Linked DNA regions of Mus musculus: regions 2, 3 and 4 are each linked to region 1. A link is a contact called in public HiChIP or PLAC-seq and promoter capture Hi-C data. All regions are on one chromosome and are shown on one strand. The core of a region is the stretch at or near the end of the contact, and the rest is flanking DNA. Distances in the headings are between cores, read along the strand shown.

The links. Promoter capture Hi-C pulls out the DNA fragments that hold promoters and counts their contacts. HiChIP or PLAC-seq counts read pairs in DNA pulled down with a chosen protein or histone mark.
Region 2: a FOXA1 HiChIP or PLAC-seq map of pancreatic cancer cells shows a contact between it and region 1. The contact joins the enhancer-like site here to the promoter of 4933406J09Rik in region 1. A contact is called at or near these places in 4 of 39 promoter capture datasets (the C10 cell line, the HPC-7 cell line and liver), 3 of 115 datasets of contacts at active chromatin or transcription factors (embryonic stem cells, oligodendrocyte precursor cells and pancreatic cancer cells) and 3 of 9 other capture datasets (adipose tissue, liver and macrophages).
Region 3: an H3K4me3 HiChIP or PLAC-seq map of embryonic stem cells shows a contact between it and region 1, with 34 read pairs. The contact joins the promoter of Borcs5 here to the promoter of 4933406J09Rik in region 1. A contact is called at or near these places in 9 of 39 promoter capture datasets (the C10 cell line, cranial neural crest, embryonic stem cells and 4 more), 1 of 15 datasets of contacts at CTCF or cohesin (the NIH/3T3 cell line), 1 of 484 Hi-C or Micro-C datasets (bone marrow-derived macrophages), 22 of 115 datasets of contacts at active chromatin or transcription factors (the 230-238 cell line, T-cell acute lymphoblastic leukemia, bone marrow-derived macrophages and 14 more) and 3 of 9 other capture datasets (adipose tissue, liver and pancreatic islet).
Region 4: a promoter capture Hi-C map of liver shows a contact between it and region 1, with 2.1 times the contacts expected there. The contact joins the enhancer-like site here to the promoter of 4933406J09Rik in region 1. A contact is called at or near these places in 6 of 39 promoter capture datasets (the C10 cell line, the HPC-7 cell line, hippocampal neurons and 2 more), 6 of 484 Hi-C or Micro-C datasets (the N1E-115 cell line, cerebral cortex, liver and 2 more), 5 of 115 datasets of contacts at active chromatin or transcription factors (embryonic stem cells, large pre-B cells, microglia and 1 more) and 3 of 9 other capture datasets (embryonic stem cells, liver and macrophages).

What each region holds. Positions count from the first base shown.
Region 1 is chr6:134,402,126-134,404,825 of GRCm38.p6, reverse strand. It overlaps 4933406J09Rik (RIKEN cDNA 4933406J09 gene), which reads left to right and starts at 1,411. Exons shown (of 9, transcript NR_153848.1): 1 at 1,411-1,961. All of the region lies in intron 2 of Bcl2l14 (BCL2-like 14 (apoptosis facilitator)), which reads right to left.
Region 2 is chr6:134,198,669-134,201,401 of GRCm38.p6, reverse strand. All of the region lies in intron 2 of Etv6 (ets variant 6), which reads right to left. Among named protein-coding and RNA genes, the nearest start is that of Gm52920, 14 kb to the right of the region's middle. Within about 2 kb of position 1,306, at least 102 of the 459 cell types and tissues checked have an H3K27ac peak or open chromatin away from gene starts, as enhancers often do. A contact at or near this core is called in adipose tissue, embryonic stem cells, oligodendrocyte precursor cells and 1 more, where this site is marked.
Region 3 is chr6:134,639,504-134,642,203 of GRCm38.p6, reverse strand. Borcs5 (BLOC-1 related complex subunit 5) reads right to left here and starts at 1,264. Exons shown (of 4, transcript NM_026371.3): 1 at 947-1,264. The coding sequence starts at 1,004.
Region 4 is chr6:134,150,624-134,153,380 of GRCm38.p6, reverse strand. The region is part of intron 2 of Etv6 (ets variant 6); the gene reads right to left. Among named protein-coding and RNA genes, the nearest start is that of Gm52920, 35 kb to the left of the region's middle. Within about 2 kb of position 1,345, at least 90 of the 459 cell types and tissues checked have an H3K27ac peak or open chromatin away from gene starts, as enhancers often do. A contact at or near this core is called in cerebral cortex, hippocampal neurons, liver and 3 more, where this site is marked.

The DNA.
Region 1 (2,700 bases), core at 162-2,661:
TTTAGCTATCCCCAACTTCCTTTGAGGACTCCACAATTAAGAACATCTCAGACTTGACGCTAATATCACCTCTTCCTCTACCGGAAGCCATGAGGGCAAATGTTGGTCTACACCTGACTGACAATGAGTCTGTGTCTACTCTAGGAGAGGCAATGAGAAACTTGGAGAAAGCGAACATCCATCTTGTCGAATTTATGGTCATCAAGAGAGACTTCTCGACCTAGTCGGTCATCAACTTTAAAAATAAACAGAAGCATGTTTTCATAGTCTCGGGCTGCAGAGAGGTGTCATTACAATAGCTGGGATTTTTTGGAGTCACTTCTTCTTCTTCTTCTTCTTCTTCTTCTTCTTCTTCTTCTTCTTCTTCTTCTTCTTCTTCTTCTTCTTCTCCTCCTCCTCCTCCTCCTCCTCCTCCTCCTCCTCCTCCTCCTCCTCCTTCTTCTTCTTCTTCTTCTTCTTCTTCTTCTCCTTCTTCTTAAAACTCAGCTGTGTAGAGAGTGTTTATAGTTATGCCCAACTTACAGATAAGAAAACCGAGGCACCGAATTGCTTAAGGTGACATATGCGGCTAAGCTGAGGTTGAAGAGAGCCCAGGCTGTCTGTCTATAGAGCCCAGACCCTGACTATCTTTCCTGTCACTATTTAGATGTCTTTGATTAACTCTTTGTCTTCTTATCTAGAACCAGGATCATTGCCACTTGACTCTGGAGCAGAAAAATACTACACTGTCTGAAACAGGTAAAAGCCTGGTGATATCTCCTCAGTGGGTGGTTGGGAGTTTGGAAACCGTCTGGTTCCTAGAGGCCTGACCCTTGCGTGCTCTAGATTCGTCCACATTGCAAGTCTATGGAGATGCAAGTTAATGTGTAGAAAATGAGGGTAATGTAAACACAATACCTCCCATGAAAACGAGAACCGGTTCCTGCAGAATGCGTTCCTTTGTTGTCCTGCAGAGAGCAGCTTTTCCAGTTTGTCCTGTTTGTACATCATCTCAGCAGTCCTTATCTGACTATAAATGCTTAGTGTTAGAAGGTCTCCTTCAAACCGGAGAGAATATTGTATTGGTTTCGGTTCGGTGTTACAGAAGGCATTTGAAATAAGCTCTTTTTAATGTGTCAGTCAAGCCAAATACATTTATTTTTACACTTTCACACGAGTGTACAACATATTGTGGTCATAGTCTTACCCTATTACCGTTCTCCCTCACGCTTGTATTGACTTTCTTCTTCCCATGCCTTTTTTAGCCCCACGAGGGCTGCTTGTGTGATCATGGCTATGGGGTGGGTCATTTAATTAAAGCAGGGGCAACTTACCAGTGGCTACACCACTGAAGAAATGGCACCCTCACCCCAGCAACTGTTAACTGCCACTAGCTCCTTGGCAGGGTGGGGTGGGGTGGGTGGACGCCTCAGGAGCCTCCCCTATCCACGGTGGAATGTTGAAGGGACCAATCTGACACCAGTTCTTTACAACATATGATTTTACTTTAAATTAATTTAACCCTTAGTTAAATCATTTAAGTTCTTTGGCTTTCAGCCCCACCGAATCTTCACCTTGGACTATAGGCTTGGTTGCCTGAGGCACATTTGGATGCATTGGAGTCATTTCTGTTACTCATTGTGCCTCTGACTGGATGAGGGATGCGAAGGAGGTGAAGTTTGGTGTCCTCCGTGGCTCATGTGCTTGAACATTCGTGCCCAGTAGGTGGCGCTGTTTTTCGAAGGTTAAGAAATCCTTAGAAGGATTCAGGTCGGGCCTTGGGCCTCTATTTCCTACAGGAGCTTTCTGTTTCCTGATCTGTGAAGATGTGAACAAGCCGCATGACAAGCTGGAGAGGCGATCCTCTGTTACAGAAAAGAGCCAGCTGAGCAAGGTGTGGGGAACAAGGCAGTTTCTCAGGTCTCCGCTTCAGTTTCTGCCTCCAGATCCCTTCCTTGGCTTTCCTCAGCGATCAGGTCATGGTAAGTCAAATTAACCCTTTCTTCTCTAGGCTGCTCTTGGTCATGCCGGCTTTATCGCAGCCATAGAAAATAAACCAAGAATGGGTTACTGTCGAGAGGTGTTGGAGGAGCGGGCTGACCTTCACAGTGTTGGGGAGTTGGCAGTTCAGAAGCCTCACACTAAACAACTGAGTTATTAGAGGATAGTTATATGGAGGATGAGTGAGTTTCGTGTGTTCTGTGAGGAGGGCTGGGGCTAGCTCAGCGGCAGAGTGCCTGCCTAGTGTATCTGAGACACTGAGTTCAACTCTTACACCACCCAGAGAACAAAATCCCAGAGTTAGGGAAGAACATTTGCAATGCATGTTCTATAACTAGGGGTCAAAGGTCTCAGGATGTGCACGGGGATGAGTTGGACAATGACAAAACAGGTATAGATGTAAAACTCCTCGGGTGGCTTCTCATTGCTACCCAGAGTGTGATGTGTGCAGGTGTGGAATAAGAACCATTGGCTTGCACTGGCTTGGGTGTCTGAGTGTGGGCAACAAGTCCAACATTCTGTGAAAAATGCCTCACCCCTGACTGTGAATAACCAGCAAATATACAGTGGGAGGTTTGAAATTCACCTTTGAGCACTGTCCTCGAATCTGTTTGACATTTTTTTTATGATTGACTTGGGTAGTGATGAATTCACAGATGATGGGAAGAGGAGTTTGGGGAGGGATATGGACCACAGAGTCAGGTGAGAGTTCTAGATGTG
Region 2 (2,733 bases), core at 57-2,556, 200 kb after region 1:
CAACTCAGAAAATCAGATAATAGTGGTTTTACTGTAAGTGGGATCATGACGGTTAAAAGAATCAATGCATTTTCCAAAAGAGCCTAAATCATTTCTGGGAAATAATTCATGCTGCGTGAGAACTGGGTGAAATCTGCAGGGAAGTTCTTGGTAGTCCTTGGAAGGAAGGTGTTACATAATAATTGTAAGCTGTTCTTCAAGATCAACTTTGCACTTTCTACGTGTATTTCTTTGTATTATTGGTGTTAATCCTGTGCTCAGAGCCCCACCCACTAGCCATCCAGGCTCTCCCTAAATGGAGTAGAAGGTTTTCCCAGCTATTCCCAAACTCGAGATACAATATGCACCCTGGACAAGCTTATCGTAACAAGTCTTTTCAAGGCTGAGTTCAGGAGTGTTATTTGCAAACGACTTGGGCTGGCTTTCGGGCTCTTGGCTCTGAGGGAGGATGGATAGGAGAGAATGATCCAGCAAGCAATGAAGCGGGCAGGGGCAGACAACACACAGCTTGGGAGCCACACTCTACACTGCTTCATTACAACACGAAACCTATTTTGTTGCCTATGAGTCCACTGTGAGCCAAAAAGAAGTTAGTTCACTTCTCTGGCATCTGGGGTCCGATAATTCTGAGTCATGGCCACATTAACTCGCTACTGAAAGTGCAGGAGCTCAGCAGCGTGGCCAAGCCCTGGTTCATAGTGTCTGGAACTACCGGGCAGGGAAGAAGGTCTGCCAGCTCAGAGCAGAGGGACCTGGGTGTGTGTGTGTGTGTGTGTGTGTGTGTGCGCGCACACTCTCGAGTGTGTGTTTCTTTTTAAAGCTGTTACTTTCTCTGTGGAATCCAATTCTCCTCAATAGGAAGGATGGAAAATTCCGATTTCCTGGTTCTCTCCTATAACAATGAAGTGTACTGTCCTTGGAGGGCAGGTTCCCATGGCTGTTGGCTCTGCTGTCACGAACAGGCTGAAGGAAGGAGGCACTCAGCAAAGCAAAGGCCATCAGGGTAAACTGAGGCTCAGACGAACCTCACTGACAGGGCTCCCTTTCTTGGTCTGCGGCCTCACGGCTGGTTTCCTGGGCCTGCTGAGTGCTGGGAGATGCTCAAGTCACTCCAGGGTCAGGAAGTTACTATGTTAGGAGGATAAAGATTAGAGGGGTCCCCTATGAAGCTTCAGGGCTCATTTCAGTTTCCCCTGTGGTGAAGAAGCAGGCTCCAAACTGCATCCTATCCCAATACAGCCCCCAGCAAGGAAGAAATGAAGCCCTCAAAACCTTCAGGCCTTTGCCCCACCCTTCCTGCTGCTTTTTAGCTCACAGGAGCCTTTTGTTCTAGTCCCAGGAATGTGTGCTCAGTAGAGAAAGTGTGGTTTCTGTGGTAGCTGGGAAAGAACACTGAAGGAAAGGAGAAGAGAAGACACCCACCTTCATAAAGTCACCCCTCTACCTCTGAGTGTCCCCCACAAACCATCAAGAGCGAGACACAGAAAACAAGCCCACTAAGGTATTAAATGGGGAAGGTAAAATGGCTTTGCCAAGTTGGCTTAAGTGACTTCTTTGGGAAGAAACTGAAGATTTTTTTTCTTTTATCATCTCCTAGGTGAACCTGCACGTATCCTGACTTAGGAGACATCTCAGAGCTATAATAGTTAGTGTGAGGACTTAGAGGGGAAGGACATCACCGGCTTTCAGGTGGTCATGTGAGCATCGTGCAAGCCCAAGCCTCTGAAGAGAGTGTGGACATAGCCCAGTTTTTCTAGACAGCCGGGAAAGTATCCATAACAATTGGGGGGGGGCGCTAAAAATATTCCGAACAAGTGGCTCTTTATAAACAAGTATCGCATTCCATGTAAACTAGTTTGTGATGTTACATAAATTTTATGTAAGAAGAAAGCCAAACTCAAAATGAGTTAGCATTAGGAGATTTTTCTAGCTCCACATGGGTGATTGCAAAACGAGACTTTCAGCCAGGGTCAGCCTTATGCAAAATTCTGAAGGAGGCAACTGAATCTCAGCTTTCCAGTTCTCTGCCCTTTTCTCAAGGACAGCACCTGGCATCAGGGAATGAGATGTCTAGATCAGGCAGCTCTGTTTTAAATCCCAAGTCCTGTTCCTCCCTGGCCGATGATCTGGGCAGGTCACCTTATTTCATTATATGTAAAAATACATGTGAGCTCACAGGACTGTGGTGAAAAAAATCGGCCTCTGCTGCGAGGTGCTGTTCCTACCTGGTACTCTGAGATGTTCTTTCTTTCCTATTTCCTGTTCCATGACCCATTTCCCTCCCCAGAACCCAAGGAGTCTCCTTGATCTACATAGCCGCATTTCTTCTCTCCACTGACGTCCATTAAGATGAACTTCCAGGAAAGGATCTAAAAATGATTAATGTTCTAATGCAATGACTACCAATTGCTTAATAAGCCAACTCCTTGGCCCTTGCTGTACTCTGTGTGTGTCTGTGTGTGTACGTGTGTGTGTGTGTGTGTGTTTGCGTGCGCGAGTGTGTCTATATGTATTATGAGTAGGTGTGTATATACCGCATGTGAGCACGGGATGTGTGCCAGTGTCAGTGTGGGGACGGAGAACAACCTCAGGTCCTGCTCCTCAGGTTCTATCTACATTGATTCCCGAGACAGTATCTTCTTTCTGCCTTGGAGTTTAGAGTAGGCTAGTCTGGCCAGCCTCTGAAGTCCCAGGACCCAGCTCCCTGCCTTCCCAGAGTTGAGAGCTGTGCAC
Region 3 (2,700 bases), core at 15-2,514, 240 kb before region 1:
TATGCTCATTTCTATGGTTCCCGGATGAGCAACTGTCTGATAGGATGCTACACTACTTCCCCTAAAGTGTGCTTCTGGCCTGATACAGAAAAAAAAAAAGTATGAGATGAGCCATTTTTGCGGGTTTCTTAAAAACAGACGTGATACTCTAGGCCTTCCAAGGAATGAAAACATAACAAAGCTAGTAGCTGCAAGCCCCTGACTGCAGGTCTTGAAGGAACGCCCTTCAGCATGAATCATCTGTTAGCTTCCACATTTCTAAGTTGCAAAGATTACCAAGTAGAGAGCCACTCTGAGACTCTTTGGCTATGAGAGAGTTTAACTAATTAGGCTTGTAACCCTTGAGCCTATCGAGGGCCCTCTCAGAGGTTACCTAAGTAACAACAAAAGGACCAAATGGTTTTCAATTGCCAGCTGTTTTATTGAGCACTTACTACAGGTACAGGACAAAACCCTTCCAAATCCTACCCCAAATGCTAAGAGACGTCTAAAAAATGTGAACAGAAGATACACGAGAGACTGCCTGCCACCTGGCCAACTTATTTTTAAAATTATTAAAACAAAACAAAACAAAAAACCGATACCTGAGTGGCCAGAGAGCGGTGCCTGGAAATATTTGCACCCAAACACTGAGAGTGACCGCCCAGTGCTCACAGGACCCTTCTGAAAAGGTTCCTCGACACCCCGATTTTCAGAAAACCTGATCTTGGAGGACTCGGGTATGATCGATCCAGTGTGACCCAAGTCTCCACGTCAGTGTGGAGTCCAGGAACCGAACACTAAGTAGGTCGTCTTTTAGAAATTAGAGTGAAGCCGGGCAAGCCGGTTTAGGGGACTAGGACTGGGGCGGGAGGCCACGCTTTTTTTGTGTTAGGGAACACAGAGGGCCTGCACCGGGGCGGTCGGCTTCGCCAGCAACACCGGTGCGGGGAGGTGAGGCACCGACCTGAGGCGTTCAGATCGCCGGGGCGGCTCTCGGCCTCCGCGCTCTGCTCGCTGCCCATGGCCCCTGCAGCGGAGGGACACCGGGGCAGAGGCTAGGGAGAGCGGGGAGACCCCGCTGGGCCACAGACACTTGGAGAGGCGCCGCTGGAAAGCACGCCGCTCGCGTTGACAGGAGGCTCGGGACGCCGGCAGGGCTGCAGCCGCGACCGGCGGGCGGCGCTGCTGTCATTCACTGGCTCGGTGGCTTCAGCTCGCTCCTTCCGGGACGCCGATTGGCCGGGCCGGCAATGCGCGGCCTTCAGTTCCGGGTTTGGAGGTCCCGCCTCCAAACCCGAGGGGTGGGGCGGGGCAAGAGACGCGCGCTGGAGGCTGGGGCGGCGCTGCCTTAAAGGGCTAGGCTTCCCCAAGGCCAAAGATGTCCAAAAGATAAAGCCTTTTCCTACCCCCGAAGACACATTAATTACCTTTGAGCAACACATATTAAGAACCATAATGCTGGGGCTGGAGAGATGGCTCAACGGTTAAGAGCACTGACTGCTCTTCCGAAAGTCCTGAGTTCAATTCCCAGCGACCAAATGGTGGCTCACAACCATCTGTAATGGGATCTGATGCCCTCTTCTGGTGCGTTTGAAGACAGCTGTAGTGTACTCATATACATAAAAATCAATTAATAAATAAATCTTTTTAAAAAAAAAAAAAAAGAACTGTAATGCTGGTTATCTTCAAACGACTTTACAGAATGGTCTGGGTTTTTGTTTTTGAGATAGAAGTTCACTCTGTATGACCCTGGTGACCTCGAATTCTCGATCCTGGCTCAATCAACAGAAGTGCTGGGTTACAGGGTAAACCACCACCATGTCAGGCAAAAATCGGTATTTTTACACCTATTTTACCAATGAGGAAGAAAGGTAGTCTGTAGCCCTCAAATTTCAATTCACACTAGTACAGAAGCAGAGTTCTTTTCTAAACTTTGAAAGCAGGGAGTTTTGTAGTAGGAGGCCATACAGGAAATGCCAAGACTGTGTGTGTGTGTGTTTTAAGGAGTTAGAAATAAGTAAGAAATTGTTAGAATATGCTGTTTTATTGACAGATCACTATGGAACTACCAGAAGCCAGGAAGATAAACAGCTAATACAAAAAAAGGAAACTGCTTATCTGAGCCAATCTCATATAGATGGGTAGTAACCCAATGCCTTATAGGGATTCTCTCATCTGTTTCAAGATATTACAAGCAGCTTGGCTTTATGATGTATGCCTGTGTTGCTAAAATTCCTTCCTTGGGGGAGATATAAATACATCTATACCCTTCTACAGTCTCAACTACCACCGAAGTTCAATCCCTTTAAAATATCTAATATCTTGAAATTCAAAGTCTTTTTACAATTCAGTCTCCTATCTGTGGGCTCCACTAAAATACTTTCATACTTCAAGAGGGAAAAATACCAGGGCATAGTCACAATCAAAAGCAAAATCAAACTCTGACTATCCAATGTCTGGGATCCACTCTCGATGCTCTGGGCTCCTCCAAGGGCTTGTGTTACTTCTCCAGCTCAGCCCTTTGTAGCACCCACCTTGTTTTCTAGGCTCCAGATGCCTGTACACCAGTGTTGCTGTTCTCAGTGGTACTGGCATCTCCAAAACACTGCTGTTTTCTGCTACAACTGGACTGCACTTTCACTCTCATAGGCTCTTTTCATGGTGCTAAGCTTCAACTTCTCTGCATGACCCCTTTAGTCCTGGGCCTTCAACTGCCAC
Region 4 (2,757 bases), core at 96-2,595, 250 kb after region 1:
GCATTGCTGGCTGTATAGTGCTAGAAATGACAGTTTAAAATCGTTGGTTTCCAAGGTCTGTAAGTTTTTGATCCTACTGACCTAGGCCTAACGAATAATGGCTGTTCTTACACACTGCCCAAAAGATGCTGTTATCTTTTTCTCTCTTAATTTGTTTTTTTCTAAAGGCAAAGAAAGAAGGAAAGAAGGAAAGGAAGGGAGGGAAGGAAAAAGAAAAGAAATGTAGGGTGCTGGGGTGTAATTTAGTGGGAGAGTAAATTGCCCAGGATGCACAAGGCCCTGAGTTCTATCCTTAACCCAACCCTAACAAAAGAGGGGGAAAGGAGGGAGAAGAAAAGGAGACACAGAGACAGACAGACAGAGACACAGACACACACAGAAAAAGAGAGAGAGAGATAGAGAAAGAGATGCGTACTCAGGAGGTGACAACAGGAGGATTACATCACGCCCAAGGCCTAGTCTACAAGGTGGGTTCTGGATCAGTACCAGGGCTATGAAGCAAGACCCTGTCTTAAAAATAAAAACAGCAACAAAGGGAATCTTCATATCAGTGTACAAGACAAAACCAAAACTCCGCTACACTGGCTGACTGAAGTGCAAAAAACTACACGCTCAGCACAAGACCGTCATCTGCCCAGTGCAGAGAGAGCTCTATTTTCTTGAACAAAGCCGGCTTCAGACCAGCTCTGAGATAAGAATAGCAGTTACATGGACTGCCTACAAGATTTTAAGGGGCAGCTAAAGGAACCAGCTGAAGCCATCTTCAATCATTGTTTTCAATCATGTCAAAAGAAGGAAAGAGATCACTCCTAAGTCTGGGCAGCCTCGGGCTTTACCATCACCTACAAGGAGGCTCCAAGCACTCCTAGGATGGGCGAAGCTGGTAAGGAAAGGTGACAAGAGGCAGGAAGGATGCCCCAGGCCTCCCCGAGACTGCTCGAAGCCTGTTAAAGACAGAGATGGTGGTAGCTAGTGGTGGGGGTGGGAGAGGGAGCATGTGGGAGACTGTGAAGGAAGGTGTGGGGGGACAGATATAACCCAGCATATAGAAACCTGTCAGGATGGGATTTATTTCTGTTCTGTGAGGGGGTATAATAGGGCTTTGCCTGCACTCTCAATAGCTGTTTTGAAGTGAACCCGGCTGGTATATCTTTAATTTGTCATTTCATTATGAAACTGTTTCCCTTCCAAGAAGCCTTCACGTCAGGAAGCTCTGTCTGCCCACACAGGAAATTCCTTTGCTTCAACTTCCCCAAAAAGGAAATTTCCCTCAGAAGTGAGCCCAGCATATGCCTTTGAACAAGGCTGATTCAAGAAACTTTGGCAGCCGAATCCCAAAAACACCCCTGGCTTTCAGCTGCTGCCGGGACCCAGGGATAAACAGTTGGTCTCTGGGCCAGTGGGTGGGGACCCCACCAAAGCTCTCCATTCTCTGATGCCGCCCTTGTCCTCTACTGCAGCCTGTGGGACGTGGAGAGCTTAAATCTGCCAGGAAGGATTGAAGTATCTGCATCCAGATCCACAGAGACAACAGATAGACCACACACACACACACACACACACACACACACACACACAGACACAGACACACAGAGGCATCCCAAGACAGTGTCGGCACACACTTATCAGGATCGCACATAAGATTTCAGATTTTTGCCAGAGAGGACAGGATTTCAAATGAGTAGAGCACACATAAACAACATGGTAAGTAACAGACTCCCAAAGGTGTCTATCACTCAAGAACCTTTACCTCGGGTGATGGGATTTTCCACATAACTTTTCCCAGTGAAGATTCTCGGCGAAACATGGGAGGCGGGAGATGGGGGGGTGGGGACGGGACGTGGGGAGTATCTCCAACCACATCCCTGTAAGAATTAATCTCTCAGACATCGTGAGAACAGCTAAGTGGTGAGAATCCAGAGCAGCTGTGCTATAGAGAATTTTATGAAGCTTCTGAAGAGAGAAGCTGCCAAACTTGCATTTAAGTTTTTAATTTTCCATTTCAAATCACTTTATTTAAAAAAAAAAATCTGTGCAAAGGACGGATCTATCTAAAGCACAAAAAGAAGAGACGGTGTTGAACCTCAGACTGGGTGTCAGGCAGTGGCCAGTGAGAGACGGAGACAGATGAGGAGCTAAGGCGGCCCTGGATTTTCACCCTGCAATTAGAGGGCACTAGAACGGCAGCCTGCTCAGAGCTGATCTTATTACACTATTTATGTGCCAGGGCTCTGAAGAGATATTATTTACCAGGAAACAGAGCCGTATTTAAGAGACGGATGAGAATCATGAAGCTCACTGAAATCTCAATATATGAACCTTGAGGTTTGGGGTTGCGGTAGCCATTTGCTGTGAGGTGGTTTTTTAAATGTTTACTTTGGTGAGTTATCCTATTTTTCTGAAATTTATGAAGTCTTAACCGCAGTTGAGTCTCAGAGGGAATGTGACACTGTTTTTCATTCTTTTCATCTAGATAATAGGGCTTTGGTTTATACTGGGAAGGAAGGAAGACAGAGTCTGAGAGGCCACTGGACTGGCTACCAGCTCTGTGAGTGGCGCTGGCTGAGCTTGCCTTTTTAACCTCCTTAAACTGGACTTTTCATCTTAATGGTGAGGAGAAGGAAATTCAGTTCACAGGGCTGTCAAGAGGACTCAGCGACAAAATGTCTTACATGCGTGTAAGTTACCCCGGTAAGGTCAAGATCTTCCTGACCCCCTCACTGAAACGTGAATTCACGCGCCCCTTCTGTGTGTGAG